2 separate regions of the Mus musculus genome follow, and region 1 is linked to region 2. Evidence: chromatin contacts called from public HiChIP or PLAC-seq data. All regions are on one chromosome and are shown on one strand. Each heading gives the region's core, a stretch centred on a gene start, on an enhancer-like site or on the middle of the called end of the contact. The rest is flanking DNA. Distances are from core to core; before and after follow the strand shown.

The links. HiChIP or PLAC-seq counts read pairs in DNA pulled down with a chosen protein or histone mark.
Region 1: a FOXA1 HiChIP or PLAC-seq map of pancreatic cancer cells shows a contact between it and region 2. The contact joins two enhancer-like sites. A contact is called at or near these places in 2 of 484 Hi-C or Micro-C datasets (myocytes and nephron progenitors) and 5 of 115 datasets of contacts at active chromatin or transcription factors (embryonic fibroblasts, fibro-adipogenic progenitors, forebrain and 2 more).

Annotation. Positions count from the first base shown.
Region 1 is chr7:65,903,934-65,908,782 of GRCm38.p6, forward strand. All of the region lies in intron 1 of Pcsk6 (proprotein convertase subtilisin/kexin type 6), which reads left to right. Among named protein-coding and RNA genes, the nearest start is that of Gm51486, 24 kb to the right of the region's middle. Within about 2 kb of position 2,763, at least 10 of the 459 cell types and tissues checked have an H3K27ac peak or open chromatin away from gene starts, as enhancers often do. A contact at or near this core is called in pancreatic cancer cells, where this site is marked.
Region 2 is chr7:65,712,555-65,717,095 of GRCm38.p6, forward strand. No RefSeq gene overlaps it. Among named protein-coding and RNA genes, the nearest start is that of Gm33234, 21 kb to the left of the region's middle. Within about 2 kb of position 1,462, at least 24 of the 459 cell types and tissues checked have an H3K27ac peak or open chromatin away from gene starts, as enhancers often do. A contact at or near this core is called in pancreatic cancer cells, where this site is marked.

The DNA of each region.
Region 1 (4,849 bases), core at 1,513-4,012, 190 kb after region 2:
AGGCTCTAGAGGAGCCGGTGGCCCTGAGTTGAGCCCTGGGGAGAGGGGAGGAAGAGGGCAACCAGCTAGCAGCCTCCTGGGAAAGGCTGAGCTGCTCTCTTCTCCAGAACCAAGAAGCCCCATCACCACCCAGGCCTCTGTAACCAGAACCTCCATCTGAGGTCAGACCCAACTTGCAGCTGATTTACTGCAGCTATTTGCCTGTGTTTGAAGTATACTACAGTGGGGAGCCATAGACCCGGGGCTTCTGGATTAGGGCAGTCAGCACAGGCCCCAGCAGCCTATTCATATGATGGTTATGGGAAAAAAAAGATCAAAGGTTTGCTGGGCTTTGGTCACGAGTCCTGCATAAATACACACACACACACACACACACACACACACACACACGAATGTTTATGTATCTATATATACAAATTCCTACACATTCATATTCATATGTAAAATACATTCATATATATATATAAATACAGATATACATAGCCACAAACACATTTTTAAATAAATACACACATCTGAATATATAATAGACATGCATACATATATACATATATGCATTATAATACCAGTATATCTCACTCACAGCAGAACAAACAGGTCTTCATACAACTTGAACATCCATCCATCCACCCACACATACACACATAATGTATAATGGAAAATGTACCATTGAGCTTAATGCGTGACCCCATACTTTCCCCTGGAAACAGAAGAGTATCACATGCTGAGATATGGGCCCCGTGTGGAGACCCTCCTACTGAGGACAGATGTCAGGTTTTTGGAGTCTCCGTGGAAGCTATTGGCTTTTAATTGCACCAAAAGATAGAGGCTTGATGCCTAGGAATCCTAGCTGTGTTATTAACGTGCTACATGGTCTTGAAGCTCTACCTTCACTGGTCTAAGCTTCAGTTCCCCTGTCTGCAAGATGGGGTTAGACTTAACAGCTAGCTGCTTGGGTCTGAACTTTTGAGTTTGCTGCACGGGATGGACGTGGTCCTCTGCTGCTTGCCTGCTAAGCTAGGTGCATTCGAGGTCCAGCAAGGGACAGGATGGGCCAGCTCCCAATTCCACTCTCTCTTTGTACCTCCCTTGTCTGCCCCGTATACCTACATTACCTAGTGTTTTGGAATGTCTAATAGAGCCTCGTGGTAGGGAGAACTGAACTACTTTTGACTCTTCTCTCTGAGTTTTTTTTTTATCTCATTTCTTCCAGTGTTCTGGTTGAGAACATTTAGCAAGGCCTTTAATGATGTTTTAATGATATTACCAATTTTATCAACCTAATGTATATAGTTACATATTGATGTTGAGTAGCGAAACATGAGCATTTGATATTCAGCAAATTGTTTCATCGGATAGTGCTCTGAGAGACTGATTCTGATGAACACGTTGTGAAAATTCCATGGGCAAGAAAGGAGAAAAGAACATATTGAATTTTTTTTTATGTTAAGATTTAAGGAACAGTGACTCCCGCTCCTGGTCCCACAAAGGGGAGGCGAGAGGAGCTGCCCTCTGCTTGTCATGGACATGTGTGTGGCATCCGGTGCATCTCTGTAACGACAGGCTGTTCAGAGACTGGCTTGAGAGGTGCTGTGCACAGTTGTGCCAACTGACCATAGGAGCAGAGTCAGTGTCCCAGCCCATGGCCCAGAGGCAGCCCAGGACACACACACACACACACACACACACACACACACAGAGCCGATGAACTGTGTTACTGTGAATGTGAGTGTCAGAGAAGGGTGAGATGTTTCTGGGCTGGGTGTGCAGCTCAGTGGGACATGCTTAGCTTATGTGAGGCTCTGCATTTAGTCCCCAGCACCCATTTTCTCCCTGAAAAGGCTTTGTGCTTCTTGCCTCTTTTGTCTATAGGAGCCCTTCATTATCTGAGGGCTCACATTTCATAGTTGTAGTTACCCACAGTCAACCACAGCCTAGAGACATTAAATAAAAAATTGCAGAGCACTTTATACATTTCATATATACACTCTAATAGATAAAGTTTTATATATAGTATATTACATAGTAGATATAGTTATAGTTATTGTGGTTGTTCTATTTTGTTATTAAACTATGCCTAATTATATTAATTAATGTATTGTGAGTATCTATGTATATATAGGGAAAATCATAATTATCTTTGGGGTTTGGTGCTATTAGTAGCTTCAAGTATCCACCTATGTTCTTACACGTCTAGTGTCTGCCAGTATGACCCTGAAGATATACCAAAAGAATGACAGTTCATTTTAGGTCTTATTTGTGTGTACATATGTCCTTTATTGTCTACTGTCTTTGCTTGTCTTTAGATAGAGTGGCAGTGTTGCTAATTCAGAAATTTGGAATCCCTCCCCCTCCCCATATAATACTGGGGCCTCAGTCTCCTCATACAATGGCCTCATCTTATAAATGGGAAGACTGAGAGTCAGAGTCAGAAGCAATGAGTCCCTCTGACTAATCTGAGTCAGGGTCAGAGCACAATCCGATATCATCTGATTGAACTAAGAGAGTGCACCCATCCCTGAGAGAGAATGTCCAAGCCTGGAGCTGCCACCCTGGTTTCCTGTCTTCTCTCATGATGACAGCCTGAGAGGAGGTCAGAAAGAGCAGTTTCCAAGCCTAAGAAGCGCACCCTAGAGCCAGTGCTTGCAGGGGCAGATCAGGTGAGAATCCAAGAAGAGCCGAGATGGCTACGAAGGAGAAGCAACAGGAAGTGGCCACATAAGCAAACAAGTGGGTGTGGCCTGTCCAGTTATGCTAGAAGTCGGGTCTGGGAATGTACCCAAAGGAAGTGAAAGCAGGGACTCAGGTAAATATTGGCACACCCCATTCATCATGGTGACATTCACAATAGCCAAATGAAGAAATAACCTGTGTCCATCCATATGTAGATGGATGTGTTCATACAATGCAATGTTCTTCGGCCATCAAAAGGAAGGACATCTCGACACATAATACAACATGGATAACCTTGAAGTCATGATGCTAACCATGAGTCAGGCACAATAAGGCAGATGCTACAAGGCTCCACTGACGTAGTCAGCGCCTCTCTGTTGGCAGCCAGCTTTGCCAGGGCAGGAGGCCTTGGCTGGTGCTCCCTTCTCATCTGCAGTGGAACTCAAGCCTCCTGCTGAGTTATACATGGGTCCAAACAGGTGCAGTGTTGGACATTGCTGACCCCCGAGGCCATTTGCCTAGTTAGTATTATGGGGACCAGTTGTTCCTTTCCTTCTTCCAAGAGAACAGCTCATCATTGGAAATCATTTCTAAGGCCATTTCTAAGGATGATCCCACTGTCCCAGAGACAAGGGAACTGGGTGGCCTTGGGACTTGCATCAAGGGAAGGGGTGGCTCCTTTGGCTTAGCTCAGCTATCTGGAGTTCAGCACTTTCCTGAGTGGCCTCCAGGATCTCCATTCAGTGACTGGTGGCTTGGCATTGTGTCTATTCCTTTCATTTACCTGTTTACCTATTTCCCTAAGAAGGAACTGGCTTAAATGCATAGACTTAAAGGACCAATAGTTATGTGTCACTCACCAGGGATAGCGACTGCTCATAAGCAAATGTACTTACTAACAGCTGCTGTCTAGTAAGCCTCCACGACTGTCTCGGGTAGAAGCAGATCGACCATGCTCTAGCAGTCTTTGGGTCACTTGTTTGAAGAAGTGAGCAATAAGGTTTACCTGCAAGAAGAGAAAAGTGCCTGCCTGTGTACAAGATAGAAACAGTGAAGTTTGTCATGGCCATAAAAGACGCCTTGAAGCAGAAGGTTGGCAGAGAGTTAGAATTGTGGATAACTGTGACTGAGCACTTACTATCTTCCAGGAGCCCTGCGAGCGCCCTCACATACATAGGTATCCCCTTCAGATCTGGAAGCCATCAATCCTGCAGAGTGGTACTTAGAGTCTCAGGAGGAGATGAAAACCCAGAGATGATAAGTCCAGGTTTTCCATTGGGCAGGGGTTAAGATGTGTGCACAGCCAGATTTGTCCAATCCACAGCATCCCGCCCAACCTGAAGGGAGAATGGAGGGGTCTTGAAGAGGAGACAGAGGGCCAATCCCAGTACCCAGTAAGAGATGTCGTTTGTTAGCACCACCTGAGGGTCCTGGCACCAAGAAGGTGACACTTGACTGTCACAGTGCTTGAAGTTCTTTGTGTGCAAGAACAGAACATGCCAGGACAAATTTAAGTGGAGGAGCCTTGCTTATTTTCCCCCATTAACTAACTTATTTATTCACTTTGCATCCCAATCACAGCTCCCCTCTCCCCCTGACCCCTTCTCACACAGCCCCTCTCATATCCCCTTCCCCCCTTCTCCTCTGAGAAGGGGGGCTCTCCCTTATCACCCCATCCTGGCACATTAAGTCACTGCAGGGCTAGGCACAACCTCTCCTACTGAGGTCAGACAGGGGGCCCCACGCAGGGAAAAAAGGATCCACAGGTAGGCAACAAAGTCAGGGACAGCCCCTGCTCCAGTTGTTCAGGACCCACATTAAGACCAAGCTGCTCATTTGCTACGTGTGTGTGTGTGTGTGTGTGTGTGTGTGTGTGTGTGTGTGTGTGAGAGAGAGAGAGAGAGAGAGAGAGAGAGAGAGAGATTAGGTCCAGCCCATGTATGCTCTTTGGTTGGTGGTTCAGTCTTTGGGAGTCCCCAGGAGTCCAGATTAGTTGATTCTGTTGGTCTTCTTGGGAAGTCCCTATGAGGGGCTTTATTTTAAAAAACAGGAGGCTGTCTCCAAAAGAACAGGGAACAGTGGCACTGTCAGGCTGGCTAGCAAAAAAACGCTGAGGACCACAGAGAACCCAGCAGAACCTCGTCTGTATACTCTACCATCTTACGCAAAGATGTGG
Region 2 (4,541 bases), core at 212-2,711:
TTCCTTGACAGCTTACAGCCTCAGATCTCTGCTAGATCAAAACCAAAAATGATAATCCCGGTGTCGTCTGCTCATTTTTCTCACTGATCTCTGCAGCGTTCCCTGTTCTGCATGGACGAGAGCAAGAATGAAAGGTTGCAAATCAAAGCTACTGCCACTGAAACTTGTCTGCAGATCTACCAGGAGCATTGTACTGACTAGTTTTTCTTCAATTATATTGTTCTAAGCCAGTGGTTCTCAACCTTCCTAGTGCAGTGACCCTTTAGTACAGTTCCTCATGTTGTGCCCCAATCATAAAATTATTTTTGTTGCTACTTCATAACTGTACTTCTGCTACTGTTATGAATCACAATGTAAGTGTCTGCATTTTCTGATGGTCTTAGGGGACCCCTGTGAAAGAGCTGGACTACCCCCAGAAGGGCCGTGGCCCACAGGTTGAGAACCGCTTTTCTAGATTGAGCTACTGTATTTTATTTAAGGTTTTGTGTTTGTTTGGTTGGTTTTAGGCTGTGGCTAACCTGCCACAAGGTCGTCAGCAGGAGCTTAAGAAAGATTATCCCCTTAAAAGAAATTTCAGGAATAGCGTATGATCTGTTTGCTCGGAAATTCTCAAATAGTCCCATTTAAATGTATATGAGGTCTCTGCAGCCAACCAAGGCAGTAGGTCCTATAGGTTCTTAAGAGAACATGTTAAAAAAAAACCACATGTGTATTAGATCTGCTTATCTTAGCTGATTAGTGCTGAAGTGTAAATGTAAAATCAGACAATTTTATGATTACCTAATGCTCCAATTGCTATGGGTATGCAGCAAGTTACCTCCAATCTTTGTGGTTTAAAACAGTGCCTTATTTTCAAAGATTCCTGTGGACTGGGCATTTGGCTAAGCACAGGAGAATGGTTTATCTCTGCTGCATGGCCCCTCAGAGCAGGGAGACTCAGAGGCTGGGACCGCAGGCATTGGAAGACTTGTTAGTCCTGTGCCTGGAGGCGCCTCTGCATTGGTCTCCTCACGTGGCTCTGGTTTGGCTCAGCCCTAGTGCGGTTGTGCTTTGGCCCTTTAAAGGTTCGTGTGTGGGAAGCTTGATCTCCGTGTGCAGATGTTAAAAGGTGGTTCTCAAGAGGCGGAGACCAGTGGGACTTGGTTACAGGGGTGCAGTGGGATTTGTTTAGGTTACAGGGGTGCTGTCTTTGGCAGGATGAGCCACTCTCAACTTTACCACCATGATCCCTCCCTTTGCATATGTGCCCAGGGTGCCATCGACCATGACGTCCCCATCAGAGCCAAGCCAGTTGCAGTACTATGCTCTTGAACTTGTAGACACATGAACCAAATGTTTGCTTGGCTCCCCTTTTTCTTAGCACTCACCTCAGATGCTTTTCGTCAGAGTAGGAGGTGGGCTAATGCTGTCAGCTAGGTGGCAGCTGTGTTGCGTGTCTCAACTCTAGCCCAGGAGTCACACATGAGCAGTCACACAACTGGCCATTGACTGATCCAGTGACAAAGCTCTGCTGTGTTTAGGGTAAAGAGAGAAACTCTAGCTCTTAATGAGGGAAATAAAAAGCTTTAAGAAAACCCACTACAAAACGAGAGCTATCATAGTGGCCATTTTCAGAAAATACAATTTGTTATAATCAATTTTTAAGAGATAGAGAAGATGTTTGTCTCGGAGCCTGTTCAGAATCAATCTCTCTCTCTCTCTCTCTCTCTGTCTGTCTGTCTGTCTGTCTCTCTCTCCTTCCCTCCCGCCCCCTTTTGAGTTCTGTTGTGACATTTTTTCTGGGAGATATGACAAAAAAATGTCTGTTTATGCCCAATAAGGACTGGCAATAGACCAAAGTAATGATTCCCCCCCACACACATCTACTTCAGCGAGCCAGTGAGTTTATCTGAATGAGGAAGCGGTTTCTCACAGGAACATGATGACTCAAATGTAACTGGGTCACTGAGATGCCAACTGTAAGTGATGAGGCATGACACATCATGTCGGTATCATAAACAATCATGAAATGTGTGATGGATTACATGCAAACATGTCATCACTTATGTAAGACACTTGACATTCTGTGAGTGTGTGTGGGTGTGGGGGGTATTCCTGGAGTCAATCTCTCCACTATAATATCAATCGTATGAGTTAGAATTGTTTTGTGGGGGCTGGTGAGATGGCTCAGTGGGTAAGAGCACCCGACTGCTCTTCCGAAGGTCCAGAGTTCAAATCCCAGCAACCACATGGTGGTTCACAACCATCTGTAACAAGATCTGACACTCCCTCTTCTGGAGTGTCTGAAGACAGCTACAGTGTACTTACATATAATAAATAAATAAATAAACAAACAAACAAATAAATAGAAGTTAATGAGGGAACAGAGATGAAGAGATGTTTTTAAAAAAAAACAAAACAAAACAAAAACAAAAACAAACAAACAAAAAAGAATTGTTTTGTGGAAGTATGGAGCAAGCTAATGTTTTCTCTGAACAAAGCCCTGGCTTGGACCAAGACAAATCCCTGAGTGCATCAGCGGTTGTCAAGACAGCAATGTCCGGAAGCCTTGTCTTCAGAAACTGTCCCAGGATGCCTGTTAAAGTTTGGACATAAGAGTTCTTTTCTCTGTCTGCCTTCCATGTTTGCAGTGTTATCTTCAAGAAGCAATCCATGGAGAGGACAGCCTTGTGAGCTGGCTTTAAGGAGGGCCTCCTCTGCCCTTCTGTGTGGTCTCCCTTCTCCTCAGCTACTGTTGGCCATGTCCCTCAAGGACAAAGGGAGAAGATGGCTCCAATTGGAACCAATTGGGGCGGGTTCAGTGACATGGCTGTGAGTATCAATGGATTAACTTCTAGGATTAGTTTTAGAGAGACAGCTCAACTTTATTGTTCCAGGAATAGGGTATACAAGAACTTCATCCTGTGCAGTGGACCTGTGCAGTGGACCTGTGCAGTGGGAAGGGCTAACAGGCCTTAATACAGTGGCTAATTATCATGTAGATAGATAGCAAGCTAGATCAAGTGCTACATGAAGTCACTCTGCGTAAGGTCATTTTTCAGATAAGGCCAGGCACCTGTGTTCAGGGACACTATCCGGACAAAGTCAGGCTGACAAAGGGTGTCCTCTGTTTTTTGCACCAAGCTCAGAGAGCCATCTGGTCATGGGGGAACCCATCTGGTCATAGGGGATGGCGACCTTAATAGCAGGGTTCTCCAACACTCTGTCTAGATAGGCAACATTCAGCTCACTGATGGGCCTGATGAAGTTCCTGGATCTTATACTCTAACTCATTAGCCACAGACAGTGCCTCAAGGGACCCAGGGGGGTTAATATTGATTATCTACATGACAGGGTGCAGAACCTCCTGGAAGACAGACTTCTTGGGCATGAATGTGAGGGAGTGTACCCCATTTTTCCTTTTGTAAGCATCAGTATTCCTCATGCTCCCACCATGCCTCCTCTGCCCCATAGGATGTACTGCATGCCATGAGCCAACACAAACTCTCACCTCCTTATGTTGCGTTCATCAGGTATCCTGGCACAGCGACAAAGACAGTTACTAATACCGAGTATCAGCTATGCTCATGATTTCCATATCAGGATCCCAGTATGCATGACTCGGGAGTCTTAACTATATCACCTGCTGCAGCCCACAGACTCAAGACAGCTAAGAACACATCTGCTGGTCTATAAGTGTCCCCAAAGTTTGTGCATTGGAAACTTAACCTTTAAGTTCATTTGTTGATGTATTCAGAAGTAGGGCCTTTAGGAGGTAACTCTGGAGGTTCATGAGGGCTGGGTTTCATGATGGGACCAGTGGCTTTGCCGGAAGAGGAAGAGGTACGTGAGCTAGCAACCGTGCTCTATCTTACCATGTGATGCCTTCCATCATGTGATGGTTCAGCATGCTCACCAGACACGTAAGAGGTATGGGTACCACACTCTTAGGCTTTCCAGCCTCCGAAATTACAAACTCAATTAACCTCTTGTCTTAGTTAGGGCTCCCATTGCTCTGAACAGACACCATGATCATGCTAACTCTTATAAAGCCAAACAGTTGTTTGGGAATGGCTTACAGTTTCAGAGATTTAGTCCATTATCATCATCGCAGGAAGCATAGCTGCATCCAGACAGATGTGGGCCTGGGGAAGGAGCTGAGAGTACTACATCTTGATTGGAAGGCAGTCAGGAGAGACTGACTTCCAGGCAGCTAGGATGAGGGTATCAAAGTGACACACCACTGTGTGTCAAAGTGACCCCAAAAGTGGCACACTTCCTCCAACAAGGCCATACATCCGAATAGAGCCACTCTGTAGGGCAAGCATGTCCAAACCACCACACCTCTGTTCCTTTACCTAGCGTGTGGCATTCATGCACAGCAAAAGAAAGTGAGTGAAGATAGCATCTTTCACTGAAAACGGCGGATTCTCACCTGCTGCACAGGGGAAAACCTTCACTCTTGGTGAAGCAGAACCCTGAGTGGTACACTCCCTGGGTGCCTTGTAAATTTCCATTTTCTACAGGGAACTGTGAAGTGTGGGTATAGATAGAAGAGTCCC